Linked DNA regions of Pan troglodytes: regions 1 and 3 are each linked to region 2. Evidence: chromatin contacts called from public Hi-C and HiChIP or PLAC-seq data. All regions are on one chromosome and are shown on one strand. The core of a region is the stretch at or near the end of the contact, and the rest is flanking DNA. Distances in the headings are between cores, read along the strand shown.

Region 1 (3,309 bases), core at 285-2,784, 450 kb after region 2:
ATATACCAACACAGGAGGTGCTTGAAAAACTCTGATTTCCGACTAATTCAGTATTCTCCATTCTATATAACTACCTTCCACGCTCTCTGGCATAATCAAATAGATCTGCTAATTATCCTAAGATTTTTGTGATCCTGCCTTCCTGAGTCCAGTGCCCTACTTTTAACCTTGTTCCCTATGTCACAATGTCACAGCTTTCCTGCCTTGGCTGGGAAAATTCCATTCACTTGCCTCCCCTCACCCCCTCAGTATTCACTGATAGCTATAAGCATCCTTTTGTGTTTCTTCTAACTTTTATGAAACTAGGGTTTACCTTTTTCATCCAGATTCCTAGTTAAAGGGAGAATTTCATTGTAAACAAGAATCTAGTCCTTCAATTGCTTTTCTTGGCACCTGAGTGGTGCTCTTTTTACCTTCCTTTTATGTAGGAAAGGCTTCTGTGTGCACTGTCACCTGAAGTTTACTGGAGAGTCACTCACCCAAAAACATGTCTTTACCATACTTAAAAGTGTTATAGCTAGGAGCTTATTAGAACTCCCCTGGAGACAGGGACACTTGAATTAAATTTTGCAAACATCTATGGAGCCTTACCATACTTACATTATTTTGCGAGGTGCTGGTACGAATACAGAAATGGATACAATAAAGGCATCCTTCCAGTGTGTGCACTGTGGTGGAGAAAATAAATAAAACCTTTGCCTTGATGAAGGCATCCCATTATTTAAAGAGGTAACATTTTCCCCACAACTATTTTGTGTGGGGTCCCACAAAAAAACCGATAGATAGCAGACCTATCTTCTGATATCTATCTACTATCTATCTATCATCTATCTATCTATCTATTTGTCTATCTATCATCCATTTGTTTATCTATCTCAGAAAGCAGAGGTAGGGTACGAGGAAGAGATGGGACATTACAATGCAAAGTCCTCCCCTCCAGCCAAGTTTTTCAAACTCCTTGTCCATACAACATCCATGACCCTAAGTTCAGCTCTTTACACATTTCTTTTCCCCGTGAGGCTGAGCTGCTTGAGGGCAGGTCACGTCTTTCCACTACCCTTCTTGCCGGCACCTAGGGCTTCCTGATGGAGACCCTACAGGTAATCCACGTGAGCTTATGCTCCGCGGCAGACACGCCCAGGCGGGCTTTACTCACATCAATCGCTTAGTACGCACACTCACTCTAGCCAATGAGCGAATACGTACTCCTTTCTCCACCTCCCGCAGGGCGGCCACCGCCCCCTCAGTCCCTCTTTGTCCCGTCACCTCCCCAGGTTGCCCCGCCCTGCTCCGCCCCCTCGCCGCCGCGTGCTCGAGGAGCGAGTCGCGCGCTACTGACGTCACCAGCACGCGCCCCGTCTGCTGCAGTCCGCCGGCGAGGGAGTTACGCACGTCCTGATTCTCCTGGAGTCTCCAGCCCGCCCAGTGGCCGCAGTCACCCAGGTCCAGAGGCGGCGGTATCACAGGCTCTCCGACATGTCTATGCTGGCTGAACGTGAGTGTCGGAAGCGGAGGCCCGACCCAGGCGCGGTGGTGAAGATGCCGGGTGACGCGCACGGCAGCCCGGAGTGGCTGGGAGCTCGGGTTGCCGGCGCGCCTGGCGCATGGGATCGGGGGACCGGGGAGCCGAGCCCGGCTCTGATTGTCCTGCTCGCCGCAGAGCTCCCCGAAAGTTGGCCGCAGGTCTGCTAGTGAGAGAGACCGCAAGTGTCTCCCGGAGACGCCGTCCTCAGAATCACCCTGGGGCGCGTGCGAAGTGGGTCAGAACACCGGGTCCCGGGACTGGCCCCGCCGCCGCCCTTTGTGGGGTCCCGGACTGGTTGCTTCTCCCCACCCGGACCTCAGCTTCCTCAGGTTAAAAAGAGAAGGTTGAGCAGAAGGATCACTTCAAACTGTAATCACATTGTCCAAGATGTCTTGGACCCAGAAAAAGAAAAAGCAAAGGAGTTAGAAGTCTCAAATATGGGACGTCAGCCACTTAGCGAGGGAGTGCAGGGCTAATGTGTAATTCTAAGTGAGACTGGCGTTTTTGACCTTATTAGTTGGCCACAGCGCCCCGTCCTGCCTGTTTACCTTTGACATTTATCTTCACTTGGTGGAGTCGGTGAAACCCCTGTCTCTGGAGAGGCTGCTGAACTTCTGAATTGTACCTGTAGCGAAGGTCGCTTGCCGCCAGATGGCAGTCATGCTTTGATCCTGAAAAGCGGGTCCTGCTTGGCGAGTTGTATAGTGAGCAAAGAACAGAAACAGCTTATTTAACAGATCAAGCAGACCAGCACAGGGATTTTGTGAAATAAGTGCTGTTAGCACTCTCTTTTCTAAGAGGGTGGAGGACTTAGGAGCACAAAACGAAATGGGTCAGGCACCATCCCGATTTTACAGGGGCAGAAATTGACGTTCAAAGGAAAATAATTTGCCCCTAGTCATTGAGCTAGAAAATGGCAAAATTGATCCAGTTATCTCTGTATCTTTATGTTCTTCCCCGTAAGACCAGCGGAGACCCATAGAAATGAGTATGTTTTAGACTGAACCCGTCGGTTCTATTTTTTCACCAGTAAAAAATGAGGAGTCAGGGTTAGAGCCTAGATAGCTAAGATCTCTTCTGGTTTTCGTATTCTTTGATGTTTGCTTAATTCAGCATGCACTTGGCGACTTTGGCCCTAGTTCTGCTATTCATTTATGTCTGTTCCTTTGATCAGTGTTTGTGAGGCCACAAAATCTTCTCTTAATATTTTTATCCCTAGGTGGCCTTAAATCAGTGAGATGGTGAACATGAACATAGTTTGAAAAGTCTGAAATATAGAGGTGTAAAATGCTATTTGTAGACATCAGTAATTCAGATTACATGATTTCAAGAGTGTTTTCAGTTCTCCTCTTCCCAACGTTATTCCAAATTGTCAAATCCTTGTCATTATAATATGTAATATTTTTGTGTTTTTTTTCATAATTTGCTAAATGGGTATAGCATCTTCTGTAATTAGATACTTAGGATTGGTGTTAAGAAGAAAAACCTTAGACAAATTATACAGAGTTTGATTGAGCAAAGAATGATTCAAGAATTGGGCAGCCTTCAGAACTAGAACGGGTTCTAAGAACTCCAGTCTGCTATGTCGTCAGGCAGTATTTATGGACAGTAAACGGAAGTGAGGTACAGCGACAACTTGGTTAGGGTTACCGCTCTGATTTGCCTTATTTGAATCAGCTGGCTGCCTGTGATTGAAGCCTAGCTGCTGTAATGGATTGAGGCTCACTTATATGTTATAAGAGTATACTCCTACGGTAGGCTTTCGCTTCCTTTAAGTTCTAACG
Region 2 (3,385 bases), core at 519-3,018:
TGGCTCACGCCTGTAATCCCAGAACTGTGGGAGGCCTAGGCGGGAGGATTGCGAGGTCAGGAGTTCAAGACCAGCCTGGTCAATATGTTGAAACCCCATCTCTACTAAAAAATACAAAAATTAGCCGGGTACCTGGTGGCGCGTACCTGTAATCCCAGCTACTCGGGAGGCTGAGACAGAAGAATCGCTAGAACCTGGGAGGTGGAGGTTGCAGTGAGCCGAGATTGGCCACTGCACTCCAGCCTGGGCAATACAGTGAGATTTCGTCTCAAAAAAAAAAAGAAAGAAAGAAAGAAAGAGATTATTATTTTAAGGCATATCCTCTGTAGGAATCTTCCTAATATCCAAATTATCCTGTGAGGCAATAGAAAATGTTGTCGTCATTCATTTATACTTCTGTGTAAAACGGATAATCAGTTTGCCCTCTCCTGGCTAGCGAGTAGCCACTAAGGAGATGGGAATTTTGAATGCAGATGAAAGTATAACTTTTTGACTTCGAGGCACTGCCTTGGAAAGATAAAGTCTGGAGTACAAAAAGAAAAAAGAGGTTAACTGGTCCATGCCTTTCCTTGAGAGCCAACCGTGTTCTTTCAGCAAGCAGAACTGAGTAAAAATGAAGAGAAGACATCAGAATCTCCCTTAGTGAGAATTAAATTTTGATGACCCAGAAGGTAAGAAATAAGAAATATGATACACTGAACATTTTTCAGAAATTAAAAAAATGGTTCCGTAGTATGTAGACACTCATAACTTTATAATCTGTTTAGTTTTCCTCAAAAATGGTAAAGACTTTACCTAAATCACATCCAATCACAACTTCATGAACTGTGATTGACAATACCGATTCAAGGAATACGATGGGGCAAGAAGAAGAAGAAATTTATAAAGACAATGCCGAAAATCCACCCAAATGGTGTTACGAACCAGAAATGATCATCAGGATGGTACCAGCCACACGATAACCCTGAGAACTCCATCCAGGTTTAATGGAAACGCGGTCCTCCATCTGGACGGGTTTCAGCTTGGTAAATCCTGATTCTAGGCCACAGAGGGCTCATCTTGCCGGCTAGCTGGGCGGCAGGCTGCGCGGAAAACGCCAGGAAGTATTTCCCGGGGCGCCCACAAGGGACCCCCGGCTCCCTGCGGAGCTGGGGTGGGGCGGGCACTCACCGCTTGTCGATGGCGTCGATGTTTGAATGGAGGAGCCACAGCTCCTCCGTGTTGTCCTGCCGGGAGGACAGGATCAAGTGGTGGCCCGTCAGGCACAGGGTGCCCTCGACAGCCGGGTAGAAAGGCCGGTGCAGCACCACATTGTCCACCCGCGGGGTCTTAATCAGCTCCGCAAACTCCATGCTCCCCGCGCGGCCGAAGCCAGGGAACCGAGCCCGGTAGGTGCGAGGCGGTTACCCCGCCGCAGGGAGAGTAGCGGAAACACCCGGCGCGGGGCTGGCCTGTGGGGCGGGGCGGGCCGGGCGGTGAGGCTGGGCCCGCCCCAATCTGGGTGGGCGCGGCGAGGCCTACAGCCGCCGGCACCGGCCGCGGGGAGACAGGGGCTGGGGCTGGGCGAGGCCCAGGCGCCTCTCCCGCACCGCCCGGTTCCCCAGGCTTAGGACTCGGCCACAGAGAACCCCTCTCCACAGGCCCAAGGACCGCCGCTGCCGTTGGGCTACGGGTCCCGCGTTGGCAAGCGGAGGGCAGTAGGAGAAACCGCTTCAGGATCCGCTTCCACGCCCTGGCCGCTAGGGACTCCTGGCGGAAGTGGCTACTCGCTGCTGGAGCCCACAACAACTCCGGGCGGAAGCAGCAGGTCTCGAAACTCGGAAGACGCGGAAGTCGCCGCCGGAAGTTGGTCCTCGCTAGGTCCTCTGGAAATGCCTCCGGAAACACAGCCAGACCAGAAGATTTGTGTTCCTACGAGAAAAAAAGCTTGTCTTTGCCTTCACGCCCTCCCGCTGCCCTTCTTAACCACCTACAAATATTCCTTATCAGAAGAGGTCCGGGAAGAGGGAGGAGGTCCCTGTCTTGCCTTCCTCCGCTTGAGTAGTATCCCCTCCAGAAGCTCTTCAGAGCGTGGGGCTGCTGTAAATTGTGATAATTGTTATGCATTAGCCCTGAAGAGATGGCAAGTATGGGATGGAGGCGGTGACTGTGACCTTACGGAATCCTCCAGGGGTCAGGGAGGGACACAGGGCCACTCCACAGGCTCCCCGAGAGCGCCGCGCCACGAAGTGTAACCTGGAGCAAGAAAGAGGAAAAACAGGAATACCTGTGAGAGGAACCCAAGTAGATGCAGTGCACAAAAGAGCAAGTCACTTGACTTGCTGGCGGCCACCCCGTTAATCAGCAGAGCCTGGACTTCAGTCTGCATCTGTGAAACCCAGCGCATGGGTGCGTTGGTCACCACCGCACAGCCTCCCCGTCAGACACCCACGTTTCGCCAAAAATTTATTAAAATAATTACTCCTTTGCTTGTTCCTTTCCCACCGCCCACTTCTGACATTTTTATTCAAAAGTAGGAAATAGAAGAGAAATATGTTTGAGTGCTGGTCTGCTGTGACTTCACTGACCTTTTAAATCCTCACCATCTAGTACCTAAGCACAGCGAGTTGGACAAACTCTCACAGTATTCACAAAGTAAATTGCCACAACCTCATCAGCTCATCCAACACTTGTCCATGCTTTTGATTTTGCCCTTCTTAAAATGTACCCTTCTTAAAATAAATCACTCTATAGACTTGTTTTAAGTGAGATACGTAAATGCCTACCAACTTTCCTTGGTGTCTTTGTTGCATAGTTACTGTAGACTGGATAATAGTTGCCATTTTTTATATTTTTGCAGTTTAATTGCTTTCGTCCAAATAGATGGAATCACTTCCTTTGTAATATATGAAGTGTTTTAATTCATTTTTATAACTAGCATTCCTGACAGCATAGGTATCCACCCCCTGAAGTTCCTATTCTATAGAACAAAATAGCAAATAAGTATTTTTTTTTTGTTCCATGATGGTCACCCAGTATACACAGGGACACCCAGTATACACCCAGTATACACAGGGACACCGCATACTGGGAATCAGCCTTATTTTACAACAGAGCTTCACTTTACCCCTCTGGCAATTAATAGATTCTGGGTATTTATTAAGAACTTTAAATTTAATGCAAAGACTGTTAAATACCACCAGCTCAGCTCTGGCAAAGGACTGTTGGCTTTGTTTATCTCCCATCTTCATCCAGATACACTGCCATCCCTATCCCAGCCCGATCTTGGGTCCTTGAAAAAAATGACCTATCATTCCAACTACCAGGGAGGAACTCCCTTTGAATTAATGAATCTGGATGACTTATAAGACTTCAAAAGTATGGAAATGACAAAGGTTAAAATGAC
Region 3 (3,671 bases), core at 1,070-3,569, 270 kb after region 2:
TTTTTTGGCAATGGGGAGCTATTGATGGTTTGGGGCAGGAGCTTAATGGACCATGTTTCAGGAAGAATCTTTTGGTGTTCTGTGTGTTCATGTGTGTGTGCAAAACTTTGCTGAGGAAGACAACATTTCACAAATAAGGATCCATCCCTCCCAAGTGCATTCTCAAAGATGGCCTAGAAGAATGGAAAATCTTGGTATTACCTGTAGTTTCTCCTGGGGACACCAAACTTCTTTGGTAGTTTTCAGCTCTTGCCTTCATGTCCTTTGTCCTCCTCTCCCTGGGGACCCCCATATTATGGAGGGAAGTGCTAGCCTGGAGGCCCGGTGGTGGAGGTATCTGTCATCTGGCCTCCCTCTCTTGCCATCGCTCCCTTCCTGAGTTTGTGCAGGGGAGGAAGGCGCTGGGTTGCTGCCTGTCAACTATCTCTGCAGGTGAGGAGCTGTGCACAGCGTTCATCTCAGGAGCAATTTAGACCTCCAGGTCTCATCAGGAAGGAGGGGTATGAACCGGGCTTCTTGAGGTCGCTATGGTAACCAGTTACAGTCTTAGCTGATGGCAGGGAGGGAGTTGGGAGTCAGGGGCTGAGTCACCCTGAGGGGGAGGCTGTCCCTGGGTGGGTGGGGGGATTCAGGTCAGACAGAGGGAGGGGCTGCTGACAGCAGCGTAACCCTTTGACATCCAGAGCTGCTCCTGAAGGAGGGCTGTCTAACTCGGGGATTGTCACATGTGTATAGGTTTGAAGTCCAGGCCCAGAGGACCGGGGTTGTGCACCTTTGTCATTTCAGGCGCCTGGGGACAGGTATAACAGAGGAGATGGGAACAGGAGAAATAGATGGGCTCTCAGAATCCCTCTCAACCTGGCCTCAGCCAGCTTTCCTCCTCTCTGAGCACAAGCTACACCCCAGCACCCACTGTCGTCTCAGGATCTGGGGATCCAGCCCCACAAAACTGCTTCCTGGCCCAGGAGGAACCAGGCCCTCTATTCCGATGGGCACCTACTGGTGCCTCTGACTGATGTGGTTTTTCTTCTTCTGCGAACCTCAGCCTGTCCTCAGGACCCAGGTCAAATGCCTGCCCCTCTCGTGTTTCCCAGCACCCCTCCCTGTCCTCTCCCAGGGCACTGCCACATGGATCAAGTGAGGCTCTGTGTGGGTGTCTCTGATGCCCACCATAATGTCAGCCCCTCTCGAGCAGGCCCAGGGTCTCTGAGTGCCGGAACCCAGCCACAGGCAGCTGCAACAGGCTCAGCAGATGCTTGAAAGAATGAACAAATGTCGTGTTACTTGCAGGCAACCTTGCAGCCCTGGAGCTGCGCTCAAACTGCCTGCAGCCAGCACTTGAGTTTCCAGGCTAAGCTGCCGTTGTGGTTAGTTCCAGGGATTTAAAGCACTTTACAGTTTGCCCGGCGTAAGCAGCTGAAAACCTGCAGCTTCGTGTCTATTGAGGAGGTTGCCAAAGCCTGGGTACTGTCCTGGCCAGCCTGGGGTCCGGGTTGTCCCTTCAGGACATATACCTATATCTATACGCATATCCATCCATCTACCTCCTATCTACCTACTGCCTACCTATCTGTGGCCTATCTATACGTGTTACAATGTTATATATCATCTCTATCTATCTCTGTCATCTATATGTATCTATCATCTATGCCTTTTTATCATCTATAACTATCATCTTTATCCAACCATCTATCATCCACATCGCATCAATCATCCATCTATCTATGATCTATCCATATGTATCTATCCATATGTATGCAAATCTCTACCATCTACATCTTTCATCTTATCAGTCTATCTAATCTATCCATCTAATCTCTATCTAATCTCTCTAATCTATCTCTAACCTGTCTGTCTATCTAAAGGAAAGGTGACTTGCTCGCTGAAGATCTGAGTGGTGGAGGGTCTCCGAGGAGGTGAAATTGAGGAGGGAACTGGAAAAACAGAAGAGGAGAGGCCTTTTAGGCTCGGCTGGCCCGAGAGAGAAGAGTGGTGGGAGAGCAAGGACGCGCCGGCTCAGAGCGGGGCAAGGAGGGGTTGGGGAGCAAGCGCAGGCCAGGACGCTCCCCAGTGCTGGCCGCGGAGGCAGAGGCGGAGGCGGGGCCGGGGGCCTGGGGTGTCGTCATCCGTGGCAGTGACGAGGAGGCGGGGCCTTGGAACGCCCCCTACCGAGGGCCCGCGCTGCAGCCAGCCGGAGGGCGGCGCTGTCGGGGCGCGGACGGGGACTTCCGGGTGGCAGCCAGGCAGGGATGGTGGGAGGGAAGGCGTGGGCGAAGGCGCTACCCGCTTTGAAGCAGAGGGCTCAGGATCTAGCTTGTTGTCTGCGCCTCGAGAGACCCCGCCCCCAGACCTGCGCTACTCCCCCTGCGTCCGGTGGCACTAGGACCCCGAGTCCCCGGCGTCCCAGCGCACACTCCCCCAGGGTCCTCAGCACCGCACGCCAAGTCGCCCGCAGCCGTCGCGCTGCCTCGCGGCGCGGAGCCCAGACCCTCCCCATCCAGGGCGCGGGGCAGAGGGACGCAGAGGCCCCCGGCAAACCGCCGCGTCAGGGTGCGGGGAGGAAGGTCCCGCCCGGGGACGGGGCTTTTAGTCCAGCTGGCCGCCCTCTCCCACCGTCGGGCTGTGCCAGGGGAGCTGCACCCCCACGGTGGGATGCGAGGGGGCCACAGAGCGGAGCGCCGGGGGGAAGGACGGGCGAGCTCGGGGCTTGTGGGGGCGCAGTGGAAGAGGGCAGGGATCGCCGACGGTGCGGGGCGTTACCGGGGGTCTGCTGACCAAACCGAGCCGGATCGTCTGAGCTCTGCTGCCCGCCCTCATGGACCCCGCCTGCAGCCGAGTCCGCAGGAGTCGGGACTTGGAGAGAGGCGTGGGTCTGAGCTGGCACCGCCGCCCACCTTTGGGGCGCCTCGGGCACAGCACTTCCCCGGCGAGCCTCAGCGTCCTCCGCGGACTGCTCTAGATACGCCGAGCCCACCCTCAATTCCTCTCGGTTTCCCTCCTTCCCCTCCCACTTCTCACCTTCATCTCACTCCCTTCCTGTCTTACCCCGAGCCCGCCCCCGGCTTTCTCTGCTCCCTCGCTCCTTCTGGTTCTGAGCTCAACCAGTCTTTGGAGGGCCTGGGGGGCGCTGGGTCCCGACCGCAGCCAGCCCCGCTTCCTGCCTGAGGCCGGAGAAGCCCAGAGCCCCCTGGCTTCAGACACTCATCCCCTCGGTCAGACCTGGCCGGCTTTCTCTGCCAGCGTCCCCCTCTCCTCCTTCTTCCCCTAACTCTCTTCAGGGTCCCTCCCCGAGGTGGGGGTGGGGGGTGGTTTCTAGCAGATGTGGGAGTTCCGGGCAAAGAAGCCTCCAGTGCGTTTAGACACGTCCTTGTTGCTATAAATATTCTCCTTGCCCTAAACCTTTCCTAAATAATCTCAAAAATCTGGACCGAAAAAAAAAATTAATCCCTCTTTCCAGAGAGTTGGGCATCCCGGATGTGCTCAGAAGAGTAAAAATAAAAGTGCAGCATGAGAGGATTTCAGAGCAATGCTAAGGAAGTTGAAATTGGAACTAAAAGAATTTGGGTTACTTAAAAAAAAAAAAAAAAAAGTGCAGCTCACAGCATTTCCCGAGTGAACACGGCCAGATGCAGGGCACCCATATCACGCGATCAGAGGCGCCCCCAAGCGCC

What was found. A called contact is a pair of places that touch in the nucleus more often than the background predicts. HiChIP or PLAC-seq counts read pairs in DNA pulled down with a chosen protein or histone mark.
Region 1: a contact with region 2 is called in an H3K4me3 HiChIP or PLAC-seq map of stem cell-derived excitatory neurons, with 8 times the contacts expected there. The contact joins the promoter of PINX1 here to the promoter of MTMR9 in region 2. A contact is called at or near these places in 1 of 7 Hi-C or Micro-C datasets (stem cell-derived neural progenitor cells) and 1 of 1 datasets of contacts at active chromatin or transcription factors (stem cell-derived excitatory neurons).
Region 3: a contact with region 2 is called in a Hi-C map of stem cell-derived neural progenitor cells, with 2.8 times the contacts expected there. The contact joins the enhancer-like site here to the promoter of MTMR9 in region 2. A contact is called at or near these places in 1 of 7 Hi-C or Micro-C datasets (stem cell-derived neural progenitor cells) and 1 of 1 datasets of contacts at active chromatin or transcription factors (stem cell-derived excitatory neurons).

What each region holds. Positions count from the first base shown.
Region 1 is chr7:16,827,735-16,831,043 of NHGRI_mPanTro3-v2.0_pri, reverse strand. It overlaps PINX1 (PIN2 (TERF1) interacting telomerase inhibitor 1), which reads left to right and starts at 1,534. Exons shown (of 7, transcript XM_054656525.2): 1 at 1,534-1,854. The coding sequence starts at 1,605. LOC101059533 (a long non-coding RNA gene) reads right to left here and starts at 1,245. Exons shown (of 4, transcript XR_001720022.3): 1 at 1,157-1,245; 2 at 601-668.
Region 2 is chr7:17,275,498-17,278,882 of NHGRI_mPanTro3-v2.0_pri, reverse strand. MTMR9 (myotubularin related protein 9) reads right to left here and starts at 1,768. Exons shown (of 12, transcript XR_010159158.1): 1 at 1,171-1,768.
Region 3 is chr7:17,005,414-17,009,084 of NHGRI_mPanTro3-v2.0_pri, reverse strand. All of the region lies in intron 1 of XKR6 (XK related 6), which reads left to right. Among named protein-coding and RNA genes, the nearest start is that of MIR598, 18 kb to the left of the region's middle. Within about 2 kb of position 2,319, at least 17 of the 24 cell types and tissues checked have an H3K27ac peak or open chromatin away from gene starts, as enhancers often do. A contact at or near this core is called in stem cell-derived neural progenitor cells, where this site is marked.